2 separate regions of the Mus musculus genome follow, and region 1 is linked to region 2. The links are chromatin contacts, called in public Hi-C maps. All regions are on one chromosome and are shown on one strand. Each heading gives the region's core, a stretch centred on a gene start, on an enhancer-like site or on the middle of the called end of the contact. The rest is flanking DNA. Distances are from core to core; before and after follow the strand shown.

Evidence for each region. Hi-C and Micro-C count contacts between places; a contact is called where the count stands out from the background.
Region 1: a contact with region 2 is called in a Hi-C map of liver, with 1.7 times the contacts expected there. The contact joins two enhancer-like sites. A contact is called at or near these places in 1 of 484 Hi-C or Micro-C datasets (liver) and 1 of 9 other capture datasets (embryonic stem cells).

What each region holds. Positions count from the first base shown.
Region 1 is chr11:110,196,925-110,201,320 of GRCm38.p6, reverse strand. Abca6 (ATP-binding cassette, sub-family A (ABC1), member 6) reads left to right here. Exons shown (of 39, transcript NM_147218.2): 24 at 4,142-4,315. Among named protein-coding and RNA genes, the nearest start is that of Abca9, 31 kb to the right of the region's middle. Within about 2 kb of position 2,245, at least 5 of the 459 cell types and tissues checked have an H3K27ac peak or open chromatin away from gene starts, as enhancers often do. A contact at or near this core is called in liver, where this site is marked.
Region 2 is chr11:109,667,588-109,672,350 of GRCm38.p6, reverse strand. Prkar1a (protein kinase, cAMP dependent regulatory, type I, alpha) reads right to left here. Exons shown (of 11, transcript NM_001373913.1): 11 at 2,688-4,763. The coding sequence ends at 4,749. It also overlaps a transcript of Fam20a not described here. Among named protein-coding and RNA genes, the nearest start is that of Gm39443, 16 kb to the right of the region's middle. Within about 2 kb of position 2,195, at least 151 of the 459 cell types and tissues checked have an H3K27ac peak or open chromatin away from gene starts, as enhancers often do. A contact at or near this core is called in liver, where this site is marked.

The DNA.
Region 1 (4,396 bases), core at 996-3,495, 530 kb before region 2:
TGAGGCATATATAGGAGTGCATGTATAAATACATACAATCTTCTGAGACCACTTAGTGTTGCTCCTACATGCATGGGCTTAGGGCTGATCACTTGGGATTGGATAGCCTATCGAAGGCTTATCCCTGAGGAAGATTGAAATTTTCTCTCTCTCTCTCTCTCTCTCTCTCTCTCTCTCTCTCTCTCTCTCTCTCACACACACACACACACACAAACTGTCTCTCTCAAACTCTATCTGTCCCTGTCTGTCTCTGTCTCTCTCTGTAACCATGAATAAATAGCCTGTAGCTCTTCATCTAAGGGAGTGGCCTTGTGAGATGACCCCTGTGACCCTGTTCTTTTGCCATGACAGCTCGTGCTGTCATTGCTCAGGTCTTGTTTAAGCAGCTATTCCATTTCATGACTCCAGCTTCCCTGTCATATCTAGAAGATGCAGTCTTGCATCAGACTTCTTTGACCCTCTGACTCTTAAAAATCCTTTAACAGACTTCCATTTATTAATATGGACCTATTATTTTTCTCTCTATAGGTCTTTTGCTGTTATGGTCCCTCCTTACAATTTTATTTTTATTTATTTATTTATTTTTACAAAAATTAAAATATAGTGATTAAATTTAAAGATCTAGAATCTAGAATCCAAAAATTTCAAAAAACAGACAGAATATTATTATTATTGGAAACCCCCACAACTGACCTCATGTAATGAGAACAAGAAAATATTTAGAGTTCTTTTCATTACTCATGGGTTAACATGGTATTGCACATCAGTGTACCAAAGAAAACATGGTAAGGGAATTGGATCTGTAGGTCTCAGGTTCTTAAACACAATGTGTAATTATTTTCAATAATAACATATTATGAATTTACCTTAAAAAAATCTTGCCTTTTCAACCACCCCCACAAATGTACACGTATACAATGCCAAGCCAGTCAATGTCAGTAATAGGTTTTTTAAGATAAGCAAATAAAGTGAATTTATATGACAAGACCCCCACTAGCCCAGCACTTGGCACACATGAAGAAATCGGTCAGAAATCTATGATTTAAGTTGAATATTGATACTCATCTTTTAAATGCCATATGTATCAAAGAGCAGATTAACATCCCATGGGCTTTTCATACATTGACTATCCCCACTTTCTGTTTCACAATAGCAAGTGCTTGGGAACATAACTGAATATCTCGTGGAATCCTTCCCAGGGGATCAGGGATTATTGAGAGCATTAGGTCCACTGCTAACAAACACGCAACAGTGATTCCAACAGGAGAGGGGTCTGTTCCTAAAGCAAGAATGTTGGTGCGTGCAATAGGTGTATGAAATAAATGCTGTGTGACAGCTTGCTCTCTGACGGCCTAGGGTCACAGGAGTAGCAGCAAAAGAGATTGGTAGCTTTCACAGTATTAGTAGCTTTTTTTTTTTTAAATAGATGTTGCAGACTTCCTCTTAACCCAGCTGGCTCGCAAATAATCGAGACTACTATTATACTTATTTAACAAGCTTTAAGGGCACAACAACTGAGCAATATCACTCTATTTTAATCCTCTAAGCCCATCTGGCTACCTCCCAGGCAAAGTCCTAGTGACACTTGCCTTTTAGTACTGATCTGGCCCTCTGGTCTGTAGGTGTCTTCTCATGGTCTTGCCTGGACTCTTCCAGTGGCGAATCCCTATTTCCTTTCTCTTCTTCCCCTTCCCCTGGATGGGAGGACGTCCATCCCTATTTTCTCCCTGATCAGTCATTGGCTGAGCAGCTTCTTTATGGACCACTCAGGGAACAGTTGGGGAGCAATGTTTACACAACACTGAGACAGGAGAATCTCAGAATAAGGATTGCAACCAGACACAGGGCACAGAAACCAGCATTTGAATAATCAGGGTGTCTTTACACAGTACACAATAACATTATCCTACATTATACAAACATTTATCTTCCTCCTGTGACCCCTCTGTCTCCCCAAAGGCTGTTGGCCACCAGCCTGAGGGGACAAAGGGAGCAGAAGTGGAGAACAGGATTGGACAGTGGGGAGTATGAGTGGAATGACCTCTGGAGACCACTGCAGAGAGACAAGTCTACTTTATTGTTTCAGGGATAGAGTATATAAGGGCCTTTTATGGGTATGGGTGGAAAGGGCTAATTGGTCTTGACATCAGGCGATCAGGTAAAGGGCTGATTGGTTATAATACAGCAACTAATTATCATGTGGGCAGGAAGCCAGAGTGGACCTGTGTGCTGGGTTACACAATCTTGCAGAAACCCTGTACAAGGTCACTTTTCAGACCAGGCCAGCCACCTGTGTTCAAGGACACTCTCCAGACCAAGACAGGCAGAGACAGAGAAAAAGCCCCACTAAGAAAGGGAGTCTCCCATTTTGTGTTGAGATCAGAAAGGCAGAAGGAGAAAGTCTGAAGCTCGATTGCAGACAGAAAAGTGTCTCGTTCCCCAGACAGAGATTTCACAGAGTTCTTACAACTTTACCACCTTGCTGAAGAGGTAGAGCTGAGACTATGGCGGGTCTATAATGGCCCACACCTTCACTGTGCCTGCTTAGTTATGCAAACCACTTGTCCTCTTTGTAACCTTAAACCTCATGTCAATATCCCTGACTAGACCTTTCTTTCTTTTTTTAAAAAATCATTTTCTTGTCTTTGTGATGTGACTGCTTTGAACAAATCCCTATTCTCTGCCTTTCGATACTCCTTGTCTCTTTGATTGGCACATTAGGGTGGACTGCTAGCCCTAGCTTACTGGGGGCAGCCAGAGCCCAGCCTCTGACCCTAAAAAAATGTCTAAAACCAACTCTTGACATTTCTGAAGATGAACCCTCACTTCATGATTTAAAATGACAGAATTCCAACGACCACACCTTAGTTTGACACACACCGAGGAAAGAAAAAAGATAAAAAGGCATGGAGAACTGTTTCTGCTGTTATCTAAGGTAATTAACTGGAGGCACTATTTAAGTCCCAGTAGCTATTGGAATGGGAGAGGGTATTTTCTAAAACAGAACTTGGGGTATTATCTTACCTTCAAGATAGAAAATGGATAGTAGAGCAAACGCAGACATTTGACACGATTTGGCATGAATTTGATATGATTTTCCAAGATTCAAAATTTAAGTACTTTCTAAGACAATGCCTGAGAGTGGAGCTAAGAACAAATTCAATCCCATAGGCTTGATATGAGTACTATATTATATAATATACTTTAAAAAGTGTAACACTTCTGGTAGGAATAAAATTTGACAAAACCCTATTATTCGAAGGTTATCATCTACTCTGTCAGATTCGATCACTAGGATATTGTCATTGTACTTTTCACAGTGTTAGAAAAGTGATTCTAAAATTCATGTAGAAGCACAAAGGACTGAACACTCAGAGCAACCCTATTGCCTTTAAAACAAAACCCCAAACGTTCGATTTACCAAACGACGATGCAGGAGCCAAACTGTGGTGAAAGCTACCTAGCTCAGAGACGCAGAGACAGCACCCAGCTGACCTTCCTACTCCATCAATATCCAAAAAGAAAAGAGTTATTTTTTTTCTGCTTCATATTGTCTTAAATATCCTTCAACCCAAAGACCCTCTTTTCTTTTTCCTAGGCTTTCTTATGTTCCCTCCCTGTCACCTGGTTGCTCTTTTGCCACTTTACCTATGGCTGACTTTATTTAACCCTGTTTACAGGAAGCTTGTTGAATTAATGGTGTGTGCTAGGGCTGAGCCACACTACACAACCTGTTTACAATCAATAGAAAGCTCTTGGATAAAAGGTGTGTGCTAGGGCTGAGCCATGCCACAACAATGCGTTTCAAGTTCACAATCTAGGGGTTTGTACAATGTGATCAAATATGCTGCAACACAACCCTCCGCAGAAAGAACCATGCAAGAGGGGCAAGCTAGCATGCATAAAGTCAGGGGTTTGATCCCCATTCCTGAAAAACCAGGCAGAATGGCCCATGCCTTTAATCCTAGCATTTGGGAGATGGAAACAAGATCAGAAGTTAAAGGTCGTCCTTTTTGCATAATGCCAGGCCAGCTCTAACTACCCCCCCCCCCCAAAAAAAACCCCACAAAATGAAATCCAAACAAACAAAAACACCTTGCAATTCAACTGAACTGACGTCCATTCTGTATTTTCTCATCAGAAGAAAGCTGATTCCCAGCTGTGGATTTCTGGCCTCTACCCTTCGGCCTACTGGTGTGGACAGGCAGTAGTGGACATTAGCCTCTTCAGCGGAATGCTTCTCACAAGCTACTTCACATCATACACGTCAAAACTGTTGAACATTGACATGACAAGCGAAATTGTGTTTTCTGTAGTAAGTAATATGGTGTCGATCAAATTCTGCACAGTAACTAAAAATAAAATGCAATGGTGGTTGCCCATATATTTGAGAATG
Region 2 (4,763 bases), core at 946-3,445:
CCAAGGACAGACAGGATGACTGAGAACAGGTAGTATTGTTTTGGTCTTCTGAGATTGGAGTTCATGTACACCAGGCTGGCCCTGAATTCTTGATTCTCCCGCCTCTACTTCCCAAGTGCCTGGATTAAGGCACGAGTCACCATGCTGGTCTTGTAGTGGATGGTTCTGATTCATCCTAGCACCCCACGTTATGGGCACACAACCCCAGAACCCAGTTTGCGAAATAACCTTGCCTCTATTCACCCTAGAGCCTTGCCAGTCCCAGACACTACCCTGCAAGACATAGGTCTGCAACCCTCACGAGCATGCCCCTCCTCCAATGTGTAAGGATGAGAACTATAGCTCTCAAGAGACAAAACCACATCATCTTGTGGTTTAGACTTCTTCCAAAATGTATAGCATCACACCCATTTGTGAAGTCAAATTTGCTGGGTGCTGTGACTCATTCCAGCAAATCCCCACCCTTGAGTGGCTGAAACAAAGAGTGTAGAGTTGAAGGCTGGGCTGGGCTGGGCTGGGCTGGGCTACAGGAGAAAAAACAGCAAAGTCAACTCTTTACCAGAGAAAACTGGTTCTAAAGACTTCCCTCTCAAGAAGGCCCTTTTGTGAGGCGCAGCTTCCTGCAGCAACATCAACTGTTTCTTCTCTTCTCCCATGTCTGGGAAGCACAAGGAAGCCACACTGAAGATTGGGGGCTGGGGGGGACAGGCACTGTCAGATCAAAGAAAGGATGGTTTGGGGCTCTCAGCCAGCCTGGCTCGGGCGAGCTGCAGTCCATCTCCAACATGGCCTCCCTGATGCAGACCAGTCTCTCGAGACTCTGAAATCTGCTTTACATTTCAAAACCAAAGTAACTCGGCTTGATTCTATGATGGATAACTATATAGGCTACTTTTAACTATCTGTTTTTCTAACAACAACAACATAAAGCTAAGAGCAGCATTTTTCAAAAGCACCAGAAGACAAAAACATTCCATTCTCAGAGTGTGGAGTTCTTACAGCTTACGCACTCTGAATCATTGCTCAACTTCCCATGGGGAAAAAAAATATTCTGAGTCTATGTGAAAACTTTCCATGTTACCACTGGCAAGCAAATAAAAAAACCAAGACTGTGTGAACTGGTAGGGATCAGTTTGGAGGGATATGCCACAGCATTCTCCAAATGCTGGACCTATCTAAGGATAAGTCAATTCTCTTATAGGGAGCAATTCTGTCCTATTAAACTCCTGGCCTCTTAACTGGTAAATTATTACTGCCCCTAGGAGAAGTATGAGGTCAGGTTCTTAGGATTCTCTAGTCTAACTTCACTGACCCATTACTACAGAATCTCATCTTGTGTGGTAAAGATCATGTCTTTACATTGCTGGTTCTTTAACACTGCATCTGTCTACTGCTGCACGTTCACAGTAAGAGACAGCTTTCTCAAACTCAGGAACGCGAGTCAGCCCATGAGCACTATCCTGGGAGGCCTTCTAAATACCGAGTGACCTCATCAACAGCAGGCACGAGGGCCCCCACACAAGCGTGGTGCAGGAGGCCCCCAGGTGACATGGCCACAGATGAGGTGAGGCAGACCTCACTCAGCCTCGGGTGGGAAGGCAAGGGATAATCACGTTTTTCTCTGCGAGTGCAGCTCAGGTCCCAGAGGGCTTCTGGTGTGGCAGTCTCGGGGTCACACTTACATTGTACCAAGTAGGGAGACACGCAAATGCAGGATCTGCAGACTGAGAAACAGCTGCGACTCATCTGAGGTTGGCAAAGCTGAGCATAAAGAAAAAGCTCTCCATCTAGTGGTGACTTTTTTAAAATCACAAAGCTACTTCTTGTTCTTACAGGGACTCATGATGATGTCACAGTTCTAAAGTTATGCCAAGAAACAAATTTTAGCTGTGTATGTACACAAAAATGATGGTTTCTACAGAAATACCCCAAATGTAAGAAGGGAGAGATTTGTGTTTCCCCTTGGCAGATGTGATGGAGGGCAAATTAAATGGTTAGCATGGTTTTGGTCCACCCGGAAGTGCACTGGCAGGGCTTTGCCAAAGTTCACAAAGGGTCCAAATCTTTGAGGTTGGAGACAAAGTGACGCCACTGCCATTGTGCTAATTCAATTTCAGAATGTCAACACAACAGTAAACTGCATCCTGGGCCAAGTTTTAAAAGAAGGACATGCAGCTGGTGAGAGGAAGGGACTTCTGAACCTGGCCAGGCAGAGCTTAAGCAGCAGAACTCAGCCACTCTCCAGCACTAACTCCAGCTTCCCTGCGTGTGAAGATCCCAGTTATCACCAGAGTAACTCATGTGCTCACTCTTCAAACTCCAGGAAGAAACAGAAACAAATCTTGATGTGTAAGATCCTCAAGCAGCTACAGGTGGATCTTGTAAAACCAGGAGTCCAATCCAGTCTGTGAAGCCCTAAGGCACACAGACAGGTCTGTCCTGTGAAAACAACGCCATGGCTTTGGACAGAACCTTCCCCTTCCAGAGCTTGTTAGTGAGTCTGTCCCACACCCATAAAAGCAAGGTTTTGAAATCCACCCTTTGACAAACTGAATTGGAATGTATTTTAAAAAAAAATAAATACATTACTTTTTCAAAATTCTAATCCCAAAATTCACTTTCATTCTTTCCCACTGAAATTTTGGGGAAAAACAGAGGAAGAAAAGGAAGAAAGGAAGAAAAACTGATTCGTTTAAGAATTTAAATTATTTCATCTTTTTTATTCTGTGACCTACCATTGAGACAGTCTGTAACAAAAGAACAGCGATTAGATTAGCACAGAGTATATCAGACTAGTGTCCAGGAAACAGCAACTGTCCCTTTGGCCAGCTCTGCTTTCTCAGCAGATTGCTTAAATTCGCCCACCCATCCAGAGACAATGGTGCCAAGAGTCCACAAAGACACAGTATGCCAACCACGACTTCTGACTGATATTTAAATTGCACAAAGATAAAGCTTTAAATGTGGTAATTTTTAAATTTAGACTTATCTTGAAAAGTCTAAGAGTAAAACGACAAAAGGGCGTAACTTGTAAGCTAGCATGGAACTCTTAGAAAGCAGGTGTTTATCTCCGTACAGACCAAGGGGGTATATACACATGAAATGCATTTTATGGCGTTCTACATCATTCACATACATACATTTTTGGCATTTAAACAAATATCAAATTAAGCTTTAAGCTAGTAACATAATTTTTATTTTTTTAAATATAAAAAAAGATAGCCAACCACAAAGTAAGTACAGAAAACCCTCATTTAATATAGATTATGGAAGTTTTAGATATGGCAACAAGGTAGCTTTCTATCCCATGCTAAAACCTAAATGAAACTTTTTCCCAAATTAGTAACAATCTAGAAGCTTTTCAATCTACCAAGAAAAAAATCTACCATAACCAACAATTTAAGTTAACTGGGAAAGGGAGGGAGGGAATTATTAATCAGAACCACTTGCACACACATGAAAACGCAGTCACTCCCAAATAGAACCCGACATTATACAGAAATCACAAGATAAGTGTGCCTCGTTACGAACTGTGAATTTTGTTTAAAAAATAACAGTAATAAAAATAAACTGTTGGGTTATCACTGGAATAATGTAACACATAAGGCTGGAAAATACTGAAATACAGTCAAGAACACAAGTTTACTTTAAACACACACACACAAACAAAAAACAATAAAGAAAGTTTACCAGAGAAATTCAAGGTTAGACAGGAAAAGGCAGGACTCAGCGGGGTGGCCTTTCAGACCACAACACGGTCACACCCCACCACTGTTCCTAACAGAAACCCAGGGGACAGACCCAGCTTCCTGCTTCTGGACACCTGACCGCCATCCACCTTCAGCAGCACTGCCTCCATCCCCTTCTCTCTGGAGCTTGCTCTATTTGTCTATTCTCAGTAATTCCAACGCCCTAGTCTGTAACTGAGGGCAGATCACACGAGTTAACCACGGTTAACTCCCCAGAGTGAAGACCTCAAATTCTCACATTTCTGTGTCTCATCCTCAGGATTTGGCACCAGCTGGATAAATAAAGTTATCAGCGTCTGTGAGCTCAGACAGGTGCAGTGAAGTCACAACCAGTACTTGCCATCTACAAATGATTTCAAACTTAAAGGCAGGGATAGACGGCCAGCCACACCAAAACATTTCAGGGTTGGAGAAGAAACACTAGCAACAGACACACCAAACCAGGCTGAGAGGGCTGAACTAGCTGCAGTGCCTGGTGATTAGCAAAACATGGGCACTCCCACACTTAAACTAGCTTAATTACAGGCAGATGTCTTTCTACTGTGCTAGGAGTTTTCTATATTCATTCTTCTAATCCTTAAAGGTTAAAATCATTTACTCTATAAAGAAATACAGCAAACATGGCCACAGTCTAAGTATGTCACTTGTGTCATATGGAAATGGAAACCTGTGTCACTTAAAAGCCCTGCACAGCTATTACATCATTACGGTAATTCAGTGGTGCAGGGACCGCCCTCAGCAAAAAGCGCGGCACTTGCTGCCCAGGTTGAACACGAGCACTGCACAGAGAAGCGGTGACAGCCAAGTCCATACAACTCTCTATTTATTTGTGAATGAGCATTTAATAACGCTCCCAATGAAAAATGGTGCAATAAAGCAACTTTTAGTATAAAGAGACAAGAAGCTGTGAAGCAGTGGCCACTGGGCGCTGCGGCTAGGGAGAGAAAGCAGTCTGCGTGAGTGAAGCATGGACTGGGGAGGAGGCACAGGAGGCGCGGGTCAGACGGACAGGGA